Regions from separate parts of the Sus scrofa genome. Here region 1 is linked to region 2. The links are chromatin contacts, called in public Hi-C maps. All regions are on one chromosome and are shown on one strand. Each heading gives the region's core, a stretch centred on a gene start, on an enhancer-like site or on the middle of the called end of the contact. The rest is flanking DNA. Distances are from core to core; before and after follow the strand shown.

Region 1 (7,516 bases), core at 781-3,280, 590 kb after region 2:
AAGGACCACATCATAGAAGAAGAATGTAAGCAAGAGACCCCACGCCATAAGAATTAGGAGTTTTTTTCAACTTTTAAAAAGCAGAATCAAGAAGTAATATCTTCCTGTTTGTGAATCTAACAAACAATTAAAGTGGAGTACGCCCTTGTGGGGAATACTGAGTATAAGCACTAATAAACAGCTCTCATCTAAAGAAAGCTCAGTAACAGTTCATGGGTGTTTTCCAAAAAGGAAAACATCCACCTTAAAAAAAATTAAGAACGGTTTTGGTGCCATTGCCTTTTGTTATTTGATGTGAACAAGCATTAGATTAATGGTGAAAAATTAGTCAAGGTATACTCCATGCACTAAAAAAAAAATTCAAGAGATTCTAAACTAAAATGAAATCTCGAAATAAAAGGTCATTTACAGCAGAAACCAAAATTTTAAAACTAGCTAATTAATCTACAAATTGCAAAAATGAACATAGACAAATACAGTTCTTGGTGTTTTACAGCCTCTAAACACACAGAAAACTCAATATACAGTTCGGTGAGTGTTAAGAGTATTCACAATTGAAATCATGAAAAGATTTTTTGTAAGTTTAAATAAGGGCTCACTCACCTAACGAGATAACTTTCATGCACAAATAAGTGTTAGGCCTTTAAAGTAGTATTGGGAAATCCTGGCCATTTTAATTATCTGTATTTCCTCTAATTTAAAAATCTGTATTTATGTGCCAGATCTTGATTTTCAAAAGCACTGCCAACTCCGAATCAATGTGCTTCTTGTAATAAAGTACAGTGATATCCTGATGAAAATAAGCATTTGCGTTTCTATACCAAGAGTAAATTATTTCTCACTTATAATGTATTCTCCATAAAACAAACTATCGAACTTAAAAACATTTCTGTTTTCAAGGTTGTAAATTAGATTATTTTCATACAAATTCCTCCCAAAGTCTACAGATCTGATCCAATTCAAGAAAGAAAAGAAAAAAAAAATCCATTCTCCACTTCTACCTTGAGCCAAACACATCAGCTTAAGGAATAAATCGGAAAGAAGACCATTTCATCTATCAACTTCACTGAGTGTCGCTGGACTAAGTCTTACACGTTAACTTCTTGCAGTTCCCCTCCCTCATTCTCCCAAAGCAGATCTTCACGTTTCCACTTTCTTATACCTTCTCTGAACTTAAGGAGAAACACATTCACAACCTGCTGGGTTTAGTCCTGGATTTCTTAAGGGCTGTTCAAAATACTCCATGGTTATTCTGCACAATATCATTCTGCCTCGCAAAAAACTTTTTAACCCACTATTTTTAAAACAAAAATAATCTAAAAGTACTAAGTCAGACTCCAAGCGAAAAAAAAAACACACAAAAAAACCCACATAAAAACCCGTGGATCTGAAGGTAGAAAAAAACACCAGGCACAACCGAATCTGAGTTTTAAATGCTAGTTGTAACGAAGATCATCCTGGGCGGTAAAGGAGACTACCAGATAAAAGGAGAAAGCAAAGAGAAAGAGCCACCTCTGATCTGAAGTAAAGCCCCTTTTCAAGCAGTGACAGTCCTCCATCTAGTTCCAAACACGGTCACAGGTTCTCGATCGCCTGTTTGCCCCAAGAAACCCCAAATCCAAGTCGAATACCTTTTCGGCCAATCCCATCACATCCTAAGGATCACCGCGGATTTCCAAAACCTTTTGGCGTATCCCACCAAAGATGCTTACAAATCAGGAAGAGCCTTCAGAGAGAACGTGGCCGGCGGAAAGCAAGCCCCGCGGCAGGGAGGGTTATAAATAAATATCTGTCTACACTTTAACGGAAAAGCCGGATTCCTAAAGAGCCGGAGCCTGCAGAGCGGCGTCGCCACATTGCCAGTTACCGCGGCAGAGCTGCGCCCTCTGCGATCCGCGCGGAGAGCAGCGCGGAATAAATAGTTGACGGAGAGGAAGGAAAAGGAAAAAGTTATGAATGAAAACAAGTTTTCTCTTTTGCTCCCTCTCTCTCTCGGGCAGGAGGAGGGGAGGAGGCTGAGGTTACCATTACCTCAGGAGGGCGGACTTCCCCGCTTTTAAAGTGGCAGTGCCCTCACCCCTCCCCTTGCCGCTCCACTGCTCTCACTACAGGGAATAAAGTGGCAGCTCGCTCGGGCGCACACCGACTCAGCCCAGGGGTCACCAGAGAAGTCGGGGTGTGCTGCGGCACACGCCCGTTTCGGGGCCCCCGGCCCCCAGGACCCGCCGAGCAGCTCCGCCCCGCCCCCGCCGGACCCTCCAAAAGCCTACTTGAAAGCGTCTTTAGCGTGGAGGGTGCTTCTGCGAGGACACCTCGGGTCATGGCGCCACCGCTGCAGGCGACTGGGGACGGGGAACCCCGCCTGGCGGTCTAGCGCGGCGGAAGGTTGCCCGCGGGATTGCCCAGCCTCGAGCGCCCGGGCGGGAGGGGCCGCGCCGCACGCGGGGGGCGCCCCCTCTCCCCCCTCCCTTCCCTGCGCCGGCCCGGCCCCCGCGCAGCTCCCCAGAAAGGCACCTGCCGCCCAGCCCGCCCAGCCAGCAGCCTCCCGCCCCTGCGACCTAGGCCGCCTAGTGCTGCCGCCCCGCACTCACCTAGGCCGAAGCGGGGGCGGGGGTCCAAGCTTTGCAACCCGGCGGGGGTCCTGGTGCGGATGGCGACGCACCAAGCGCCGCATCAACCGTGGCGAAGAGGACGGAGAGGCATGGCCTGAGCTGCGGCCGGTCGACCCGCAGCCTCCTCCGCCCCCGCCGCCGGGCAGGAGCGCTCCCCGCGGCCCCCTTCCGGCTGCGGGGAACAATCCTCCAGGGACTCCGCGCGGCCGGGTGCAGATCTTTCACGGCTCGCGTGCGCCGCGCAGCTCAGTAACATCCACCTCCCAGGCTCTTCTCGTCCTGCTTCCTTCCAAGAGCCAGAAAAAAATTTCCTTCGGGGGGCTCTCCGAGTCTCTCTTGATAGCGATCTAGGGAGCGGTAGGAGAAGAGTGCGTGACCTCCCCGCCGACCCGCCGCTGAGCAAGAACGAGGGTGCTTCTCGGGGTCCAGTCGCTCCTTCGCGGGAAGGGCGGGAGTGGCGGCTTCTGACGCGTGAAAATCCACGTCACGGACGCTCGAGACTCCGCGGCGCCTGAGACAGGGCTCGAACCGGCAGCCACAGGCGGGTCACAGAGCCGTGCAGGGCCCGGGAACACAAGCCGGCGAGGCCAAGCCGCCGCTCCCCGTGGGTGGGATTTTTTTTTTTTTAACCCGCTTTTTTAGGGGTGGCAGCGAAGGGAGCGAAGTTTGGGGGTCCTCCTCGCGAGAGGAGATGGGGCGTCGTCCCTTGGCCCCCAAGCAGGTTCAGGCAGTTTCCGGATCCCGCACGCCCGGCAAGTGGGGGCACGGCGTCCCCGGGAACTCCGGTCCTGGCGGTCAGTATCTCCCAGGCAGCGCTCACTCCCAGTCCTCCGAGCCTCCTGTTCCACGGGCTAAATGCCTGCTGCAGACGGTTAAAGATAAAAACACGTTAATTTCCCTTTCTTTACAGGCACTTGGACGCGTAGCGCGCCCCGCCGCCGGGGCGCAGAGTGGAGCGGAGCGGGCGGTTGGCCAGATAGCCCGCCGCCCGCACCCACTGCCATGTGCTGGCTGTTGCTGCTCCGAGTGATTGACAGGCGGGCGTACAGTCGGCGTGTCAGCAGCGAAGCAAAGTAACATGCAGTCTTGCACGTTTTTGCCGAACTGCTTTTGGCCCTTGGAATGCCTAGGAGTTCAAACAACGTTCAAGCGACGCCTCTGCTCATTGGAAATCAATACACAGAGACGGGAAATTCAGGTTTTAAACAATCGCTTTGCTCGGGATTCGGTCGCCAACAATGCCTAAACAAACATGCATTTGGTACACACACGGAGTGCCAGCTCCTCTTCAGCATAAACCACCCACTTTTTCACACTTTCGACCATTTCAGACTTTAAATTTGTCACTGTTAGGATATAGGGGGGGAAAGATGGAAAGAGACCCTGTTTTTTCTTTCAGTGGTATCATTTACTTAAAGAACATTAGTTTTAGCAGTGGGAATGCTACTGGTAACTTGAAATTCAACCAGTAATCTTACATCTAAAGCGACTTCAAAGAAATAATCAGTTCCTTGCAAAAGCCAACATTTCTCAGCTAATCTTTCCTAAAATGTCTACGGAAGAAAAGGAAGGAAACAGTTCTTACCTAACGCAAAGATTGGATATTGCTCTTCAGGCACATTTACAGCGAATGTAGCTGTTCCTTATCCAGGGCAGGGAGCTCTGTCTGCAGCTATCACTCTGCAAACCACTGCGTGCCTTACAGAGCAGTCCCACTCTGGCTCCGCAGAATTTCAGCTCCTTGCCTCCACCTCCACCTCCAACCCAGGACACGCCTCCAGTGATATCATGTGTCAATCACACGGGCTGCCTGAAAACCTGGAACAGGATTTCCCCGAGTCTTTTCCTCTTTCGTTTATGAGTGCCCCTTTGGAAATGTTGCCCCGTATGCTCCTGTCATAAACATCCTCTAAAAATGTGGATTGCCTCTAAAAATCTTGCAAATGCCGTTTGTCATAAAGGAATGCCTTTAAACTTAGTTAACAATGTTTAGATATCAATCTCAGTAAAAGGATTGGTGGAATCTACCCTTACAGTTGAATTAGAAAATAATTTTAAAGAATAAAATAAGATTAAAAAGATGTATATCCCGCCATTGCTTCTGATCAGTTACCAAGAAAATGTACATTGATATACAGAAGATGATAATATAACATTACAGTTCCTACTTAAAACAAAATTCAGAATATATGAAATCTCAAAACTCAAAAGGTGGCACTCCTTACTGCAAAGGTATGTGACAATATATCATAAAGGTGTATTTTATGATAATTGCTTTATCTTTATTTATGATATAATTTCCCCAAATCAAAATTTTAAAATCATAAACTCCTTAAATTTTGTAATATATTTGTATAATTAAAAAAATTTAAAAACTCAGCTAAATAGCAATCAATTAAAATAGAAATAATTTTCCAAGAAGTTTTGTAATTCTTAAGCATAAATGATATGCTACTGGAAAAAAAAGAGCATTTTAATCGGTAGGAAACTTGCTTTTTGTTTCCTTACAAGCTATTGGATTTTAGACATTTATTATCAAAATCATGTACTTCATTCTGCAGTGAGGGTAACTATATGGGAAGTATCCACAGAATTTTAAAAGATAACTTAAAAAAATCCAAAAACATGGTTAAGTGGAAAGGAAATATTTTTTTTCTACATAGTACATATCAGAAGTAGCTTAAAGTCTTTGATAAAATAAAGCAAACAAAACTCTAGTAACAAAATCATATATAAATATGAGTATGGAAATTTTCAGTTCAAAATAATTTTTTAATTTCCTTCTTTAAAATAGCAAGTGATTCTTTCGAAACTAACTTTTTAAACTGCTCAAACATTTGAAAGCCTAGAATAGAAAATAGCAAAGTTGCATTTGGAATTACCTCTCAGGATCCTAGGACATTGCTAAGACCAGAAACAATAAGAAGAAGGCATTACTAGAAAATAACACAGAACAAGAATTAAACCAAGAAGCTACCTAGTCACTCAATAATATAAACTCTGATAAAATAGGATGTTTAAAGGGGTAAAATCAACATTATTTTATTTATTTTCTATTTTTTATTTATCTCATTATATTTGGAGATATAATGAACTTTAACCAATGATGGATAAGTTTCTTGAGCATTTTGAATGGATTTGGAATAGTCAAATCAGAAATAGAATATCACAACCTAGTATCTTATTTGGTTCTTTAAAATTGTCTTCTCCGATACACTACAATTTGGAGATGAGAGGTCAGTTCACCAATATGATAAAACCAGGAGAGGGAGCACTAAACATTTTACTTCCATAAATCCCACAACAATATGTCTGAAAGATTTCTATTACAAGTAAACCCTAAACTATTTCAACCACAGATGTATTATTAAATTACAATTTGCGTGAGATTATTTTTAAATTACAAAAATCAGTGAAAAATTTTCCATAACACTATACATGGGTCATGTTCTATTTAGAAATCAAATATTATGCTGCCAGAGTTGACCAATGACCTTTACATCCTTTAGCACTATATGTTTTTGTCTAAATAGTACATTACAAATAAATATAGGAATAGCCTTGCCACCCTGGATCTAGGAGACATTCAATAAAACCTGCCCCTTTTGATTGCCTACAACTATAAGTCTTGGTAGAAATTCTTAGATTTTAGCTTAAAATAGACATTGTTCTTTATTTAGAAAGTTTAATTACAGTGTACTTTGGCTAGAAATGCATAACTAGAGTATGAAATTTTCCTGAAAAGGAAACACAATGTAAATATCCATGGGAAAATGCTGCAATAATTTTCAGTTTACTATATTAGTATCTAAAAGAATAAGGTGGAATGGAAAGTGAACCCTAACTTGTTCTTCATTTTCATGTGAAAACAAGTTTAGCTATCTCTTCAGGGGATTTGATTTTTGAGAAAATAATATAGTTAAAAAAAAAAAAAGGTCTGGTAACTCCTGGCAACTTCTAGTGATTTTAAAAAGAAGAAAAAAATGTAGTACTGAGAGGCTTAACTTGTTTGTTTATCTACTTTATCTGCCAAAATAAGAGAATCATAGTGTGTTCAAAGCTCTTGAAAAATAATGCCTTATTAATCCTCCCAATGTTTCTATGAAATTATGATAATAATCTTTTACCTTGTTCAGAAACAATCACAGAGATTGATGAGTTACCCTATAAGTATTTAATAAATTAATGAAGAACCAATAATGGAAATTAAGCCTCTACTTTCCGTTTAGGGCAATAGTCACTATATTACTATACTTCCCAAGAAAAGCTGGCAAGGATAAGCCATTTTATTTTTGGTTTCCTTTTGTAAACAATCTTTGTAGTTGACAGAAATAGACCAACCTATTCTGTAAATTTTCCATAAACATTCTTTTTCATTTTCATAAATGCAATTCTCATCCTTCTGCCCTATTTGAAATACTAATGTTCTGTATTGGTTTCAAATTCTGGACATGGGTAAATCAATACATAGAATAAATTACACTGAATGATTTGTAGTTTCTGTCAGCTCTATAATTCTACAGCTAACCACTTGTGTACTTTGTCACAAATGATTCTCTTTTTCTACAAGTTAAAAAAAAAAAAGAAAGAAAGAAACGCACATGGAAGGGTTCTAAATTGGTGCCCTTCATTCCTTAAGTGTCATTTTCCTTTACAGAGAATCAAAGTGACAAGAGTTCAAACTGCATGACTACTACATAGCAAAGATTTTGCTAATTAAATCCACACGGTAAGGTCATCTAAGGAAACATCTTTGCCCTAGTACAAAATGGTCTTCATTTCTTATCTACCCAGTTGAGGAATAAATCCTTTCTTCTTTCTTTGTCCATATTATTAAATGTTCCCTTTTGAGCCTAGGTTGCTCATTTTCACGAGAAAAGAAGATTAGCATCTCTTCTGCTGAT
Region 2 (6,665 bases), core at 657-3,156:
ATCATTTTATAGAGGGACATAGCTAATCTAATGTGATTAGAGGTATTTTACATAAATTAATTTACTATTCTCTCATTTAAGGGTAGAGAGCTGTAGATTCAGGTTCAGTTCTCTTTTCAACGTTTCTTGAAATTTTACTAGTACTAGTATAGATAATACAGACAGTGTATGTTACATTATCAAGTTATCCAATCAATTAATAAATTTAAGTATTTATTAATTTAGAATAATCATTGTACAGGCCCTACATCTTTTCTTCCCCAAGTTTATACCATCTTATTAAAGTAGCATTACCATTCATTTCATCTAGTTGCTAAGTTAAAAATCTGATAGTCATCCATGATATTTCTTTGTCTCACATGTACACATTTCATTTCTGGGTGTTCTAAAGGATACCACCCACATTCACTACAAGATTTATCTATCAATTTAAAAAAAATGGAAGTAATAATCCAAGTTAAGTGTTCAGTCAAATTTGGTTTTCCTTCAGCATTCTCTTGATAGGCCTGTAGTGAAAAATAAGAGAAGATGGTCAGAGCCAATATTGCAAATATTTGAAAGTTGAAGTTGTGCCATATTGCTTTTACCATGCTAGATCTTTTACCACTCTCTTGAAAGTAAGTTTATTATATGCTCAAAGAGGTTGCCCAGATGCCTGCCCTGCTTGATGTTTAGCAGTACAGAAGGGCTGAGGTGAATAAAACTCACATCTCAAGGGGGAGCACCTCAGAGAAAAGACTTGAAGCAATAAGTGTGCAGAAGCTCGTTACTCTGGGATAAAATGAGAGGAGAGAGGCACTCTCTGATGGAACATCAGAAAGAGGGACTGGGTGCACCTCCATGTGAAGGAGTGTGGCACAGCTTTCTGAGGCTGGGAGAGAGCACCAGGTTACCTCAGGATATTACTGCAGCTGGTTCTGAGCTGGTTTCCATCACCACTAAAGATCTGATGTCACTGTTTGGCCTCAGGACAAAATTCTTTGAGTCTTGAGGTTTTGCCATCATTTCTTTTAAGTAGTAGCTATAGCAGTTTAATCATCATCTGATCTTCGCTTAATATCATCTTTGTTAATACCAATAATAATAGTAAGAGAAGACAGTATCTATTGTTTACTGTATGCCAGGCTCTGTTTTAAATACTTCACATACATTGAATAGCCCCTTCTCCCAACTCTAGGAAGTATATACAGTCGGCCCTTCAAATCTATGGTTTCTTTATCCTCTGATTCGACCAACCTCAAGGTGAAAATATTTTTTAGAAATTTTTTCCCAAAAATTCCAAAAAGCAACTATCTACATTGTGTTTACAAGTGTTTACATAGCATTATATTGTATTAAGTGTTATAAATAATCTAGAGATGATTTAAAGTACTTAGGAGGATGCCTAGGTTGTCTTCTATTATTATGCCATTTTATATAAAGGACTTGATTTTTAAGTACCTGAGGGATTCCTGGAGCCAATCTCTCATAGATACCAAGGGACGATTCTACTATAATTGTCCTATTTTATAGATACTAAAACTGAATCATAAAGTTAAGTAATTTGCCCAAAATTACACAATCAGTAAGTGGTGGAGTTTAGGGTAGAAGCCAGGCATCTGACTTCAGAATCTGAGGTCTTAATCATTTACAAGGGTTTAAATGTAAACGAGAGGTCAGGCAGGCGATAATAGGAATGTAAATTGGGCTGGCTAATTCTAAAGTAGGAAGTTGTGGAAATCTCTGGCAAATTGGAAGGGTTTGGGCAACTCTAACAAATCATATTAGCTGTTGGAATATATTTATGAAAGTGAAAACAATCTCAAGGGCTTACACTTTTTCTAAGCTGCTTAGTTACAGATAGGAATTTCAACTTCTCTTGTCCAAGTTTCCTAAAAACTTTAGTCCCTCCTCTTACTTCTAAACTGCATGAAGTTCTGAACTCCTCTGAAGACTGGTGAAAGGTTTCTGCAAACTCTGAAGTTCGTGGATTTAGTCTGAACCATATTCTAACTCCTTTACATGTACTAAGATCTCTCTTTTAAGCTTTAGGAATTTTCTTTTTTAAAAATTCTTAAATCTCACTATAATATATCCAGCATAGTTTGATTTTTTTCCCCCCTTATCATCCTTCTTTGGCATATATGGACTTTCAGTTTGAGATCATTAATTCTGAGGAATGTTTCTCAAGTGTTTCCTCAAATATTTCCTCCTCTCAATTTTTATCTTACTTTCCAAGAATATTATTTAGGATGTTTCATTTATGTTTCTTTCCAACATGGAACTTAATTCTTTAAGTCCACTATGTATTTATCCTTTTCTAATTCCTTCTGGAATGTTTCTTAAACCAAACTTCCAATTTGGTACTTGACGGATTATTTATGTACATAACCTATTATATTCTTTATTTAATCTGCTATACCTTTACACACAATATTTCTGATTGGTTCTTCTTATATTTTCTTATCCTTGTGGCATATTTTAAACAACTTCTCTTATCTCTTCTAGTTATTTTGCTGAATTGCAGTACTTGGTTATTTATTCTACTTTCTCGGCTTTCATTAGAGTATGAATTCCAATTTATATGTAGTTTTGATACGGTTGTGCTAAGTGTTTCTCTTTTTGTCTTTTTTCCACTTTCTGTGTGTGCCTGTGATATATTACCTCGGGTTTCTTGGATAATCTAACTGGAAATGCATGCAGGGGAAAGGAGGTGAATCCTGTAGTCCTCACTCATTAAGCATTTTGGTAGAAATTGAAATCTCTCTTCTACTCTTTCTGTACTGTGTTCCAGATAGAATAGAGATCATGTGCTCTGACCACAAAATAATAAATGGAATTAATAAAAAAATAAATAAAATTAACTTAGATTGGGAAAATTTTAAAAATTGCCAAGTAACTAATGAGCTAGAAATATTTCAAAACAAAAACTTGTAAAAGTTAGAAGTATAAGATAGTAAAATACATCTCAAAATGTATATGGCTGCATAAACTGTGCTTCAGGGCACATTATTCTTTTAAATGTGTATGTTAGAAAGTCAGAAATGCTGTAAATTAATGACCTAAGTGCCAATTTATGAATATAGAAAATGACTGATGAAATATCTTAGTATAAAGAGAAAGAAAATCAAAACAATAGCAGAAATTATAATATAGAAGGCAAAATGCAATTGAGTATCCAAAAATGTAGAGGTGACATAATCAAGATTGCAGAGTAAGAAGCACCAGAGCACCCCTTTCCTCCATCAGAGAAGTGAATTCAACAGTACATGGGCCAATTTCTCAACAAATGTAGAGCTATCAGTTTTGAAAATGTATTTAGAATGGACAAATACTTTGAGAGATGTAACTTAGCAAATCAGAATTAAGAAGAAATTAAAAGCCTGAATAATCCTGGAACTAGTAAAGAATTGAAGTAATATGCAAACAAAAATATTCCCAAAGTAAAACTTTAGGCACAGGTATTCTCATTATTTTATTAAACCTTCAAAGTTAGTTGTTTTATTAAACTTTCAATTGTCATATGTAACAATTAGGCCTTTTAATTTGTAGGAGCATCATATAGTAAAGAAAATTAGAGATAGGCCTTTGTTTAAAGTCATTAGATTTTTGTTGCAATATTTGATATTTTTTTGCTAATCTGCTTATTAGTTTCATTCTCTCTTGTTTGACTATTTGTACAAAGTCTAATCTCATGTGCTTTTGTTTTGCCATGGATTGTCTTATGTTAAACATAGAAGAGAGTGCTTCATAGGCAAGCTAGGAAAAAATACTAGCAGATCATTAATCATTTTTTCCAAAAAAAAAAAAAAATCAGGGCTAATACTACAAAACAACCTCTGTGTGTGTATATAAGTATGTTTATTTTTTATTTTTTTTAAATTTAAGCATAATTGATTAATAGTATCCTGTTGTTTTCAGGCATACAGCAAAGTGTTTCAGTTATATATACCTATCTATCTGTCTATATTCTTTTTTGGATTCTTTTCTCTTTATAGTTTATATAAAATATTGAGCATAATTCCTGTGCTATGCAATAGGTCCTTGTTAGTTATATATTTTGTATGTAGTGGTGTTTATACTAATCACATCCTCATAATTAATTCCTCCTCCCTCCCTTTCCCTTTGGTAACCGTATGTTCATTTTCTATGTTTGTGGGTCTGTTTCTGTTTTGCATAAAAGCTCATTTGTATGTTTTTATTTTTTAGATTCCAAATACAGAAATAACGTATGATATTTGTCTTTGCTTAATTTAGAATCATACTTTACTTAGTATGATAATCTCTAGGTCCATCCATGTTGTTGCAATGGCATTATTTAATTATTTTATATGACTGAGTAATAGTCTATTATATACGTATATATACCACATCTTCTTTATCCATTCATCTTTGGATGAACATTTAGGTTTCATCCATGGCTTTGCTTTGTAAATAGTGCTGTTATGAACACTGGAGTGCATCAAAGTATATGTTTTCTGATATATGTCCAGGACTGGGATTGCAGGATTATATGGTAGCTCTATTTTTAGTTCTTTTAGGAACTTCCATACTGATTCCCATAGTGGTCGTACCAATTTACATTCCCACCAACAGTGCAAGATGGTTCCTTTTTTTCCACTCCCTCTCTAGGATTTATTATTTGTAGACTTTTAGTTGATGGCCATTTTGACCAATGTGGGATGATACCTCATGTAGTTTTGATTTGTATTTCTCTAATAATTAGTAGCCTTTTGGCCATCTGTATGTCTTTGGAGAAGTGTCTGTTTAGATCTTCTGTCCAGTTTTAGATTGGATTGATTTTGTTATACTGAACTGAATGAGCTCTGTGTATATTTTGAAAATTAATCCTTTATCAGTTACTTCATCTACAAATACTTTCTGTAGATTTCCTTTTTGTTTTGTTGATGATTTTCCTAGAATGCAAAGGTTTTGAAGTTTAATTAGGTCTCATTTGTTTATTTTTGGCTTTATTTCCATCACTCTTGGAGATAAATCCAAAATGATACTGCTATAATCTATGTCAAAGAGTGTTCTGCCTATGTTTTCCTCTAACAGTTTTACTGTATCCAGTCTTACATTTATGTCTTTACATAAGTTTATTTTTGTGTATGGTGGTTAGAAAATAGTTCAAATTCATTATTTTACATGCAGTTGTCCAGTTTTCCCAGCACTACTTATTGAAGAGACTGTCTTTTCTCCATTGTATATGCTTGTCTCCTATGTTGCAGATTAATTGACCATAGGTGTGTGGGTTTATTTCTGGGCTTTTATACTGTTCCATTGATCTATGCTTCTGTTTCTGTGTCAGTACCATACTGTTTTGATGACAGTAGCTTTGTAGTAGAGTCTGAAGTCAGGGACCCTGATTCTGCCAGCTTTTTTTTTCTTTCTCAAGATTACTTTGCCTATTTGGGGTCTTTTTTGTCTCATACAAATTTTAAATGTTTTTTTATAGTTCTGTGAAAAATGCCATTGATAATTTGATAGGGATTGCATTGAATCTGTAGATTGCCTTTAGTAGTATTGTCATCTTCACAGTATTGTTTCTTCCAGTCCAAGAACATAGTATATCTTTCCATCTGTTTGTGTCATCTTCACTTTCTTTCATCAGCATTGTCTTATAGTTTTCAGAATATAGGTCTTTTGCACCCTTAATATTCCTAGGTATTTTATTATTTTTGATGCAATAGTAAATAGGATGGTTTCTTTAATTTCACTTTTTGATGTTTTTGTTGTTAATGTATAGATATGCAACAAATTTCTGTGTATTAATTTTATACATAAAACTTTTCTGAATTCATTTAAAATAAAAAAAATACCTAGAGATTAAAAAAAAAATGAAAATCCAATGGTCCAAACCCTATAGGACACAGCAAAAGCAGTACTAATAGAGATGTTTATATCAATGCAAGCTTAATTCAGGAAACAAGAAAAAATTCTCAAACAACCTATCCTTATACATATACCATCTGGAGAAAGAAGAATAAAACCCAAGGTTGGTAGAAGGAAAGAAATCATAAAGATCAAGGCAGAAATAAATGAAATAGAGATGAAGAAAACAATAGAAAAGATCAGTGAAACTGAAAGCTAGTTCTTTCAAACAATAAAATCGATAAACCTTTAACCAGATTCATTAAGAAAAATAAAAGAGGGAAGGAAAGAGAGAGAGGTCCCAAACAAGTAACATTAGAAATGAAAAAGAATACAACACAGAAATATAAAGGACCATAAGAGACTACTATAAGCAACTATATGCCAATAAACTGGACAACCTAGAAGAAATGGACAAATTCTTAGAAAGGTATAATCTCTGAAGAGTGAACCAGGGAGAAGTAGAAAACATGACATAGCAAGTAATGAAATTAAATCTTATTTTAAATCTTCCAAAGAACAAAAGTCCAGGGTCACATAGCTTCACAAGCAAACTCTACCAAACATTTAAAGAGTTAACACCTGTTTTTCTGAAACTGTTCCAAAAATTGCAGAAGAAGGAACACTCCTAACTCATTTTATGAGGCCACCATCATCCTGATACCCAAACCAGACAAAAAAAAAAAAAAAATAAAAAAATAAATTACAGGCCAATATCACTGATGAACATAGACAGAACTCCTCAACAAAATACTAGCAAACATTTTCCAACAGTACATTAAAAGGATCATATACCATATCATGATCAAGTG

Evidence for each region. Hi-C and Micro-C count contacts between places; a contact is called where the count stands out from the background.
Region 1: a Hi-C map of omental adipose tissue shows a contact between it and region 2, with 2.8 times the contacts expected there. The contact joins the promoter of SPRY1 here to the enhancer-like site in region 2. A contact is called at or near these places in 2 of 5 promoter capture datasets (fetal skeletal muscle and liver), 16 of 47 Hi-C or Micro-C datasets (alveolar macrophages, embryonic fibroblasts, fetal heart ventricle and 10 more) and 1 of 2 datasets of contacts at active chromatin or transcription factors (skeletal muscle).

The regions. Positions count from the first base shown.
Region 1 is chr8:100,859,127-100,866,642 of Sscrofa11.1, forward strand. It overlaps SPRY1 (sprouty RTK signaling antagonist 1), which reads right to left and starts at 2,031. Exons shown (of 3, transcript NM_001267835.1): 1 at 1,632-2,031; 2 at 604-790.
Region 2 is chr8:100,264,390-100,271,054 of Sscrofa11.1, forward strand. No RefSeq gene overlaps it. Among named protein-coding and RNA genes, the nearest start is that of ANKRD50, 480 kb to the left of the region's middle. Within about 2 kb of position 1,907, at least 4 of the 83 cell types and tissues checked have an H3K27ac peak or open chromatin away from gene starts, as enhancers often do. A contact at or near this core is called in omental adipose tissue and subcutaneous adipose tissue, where this site is marked.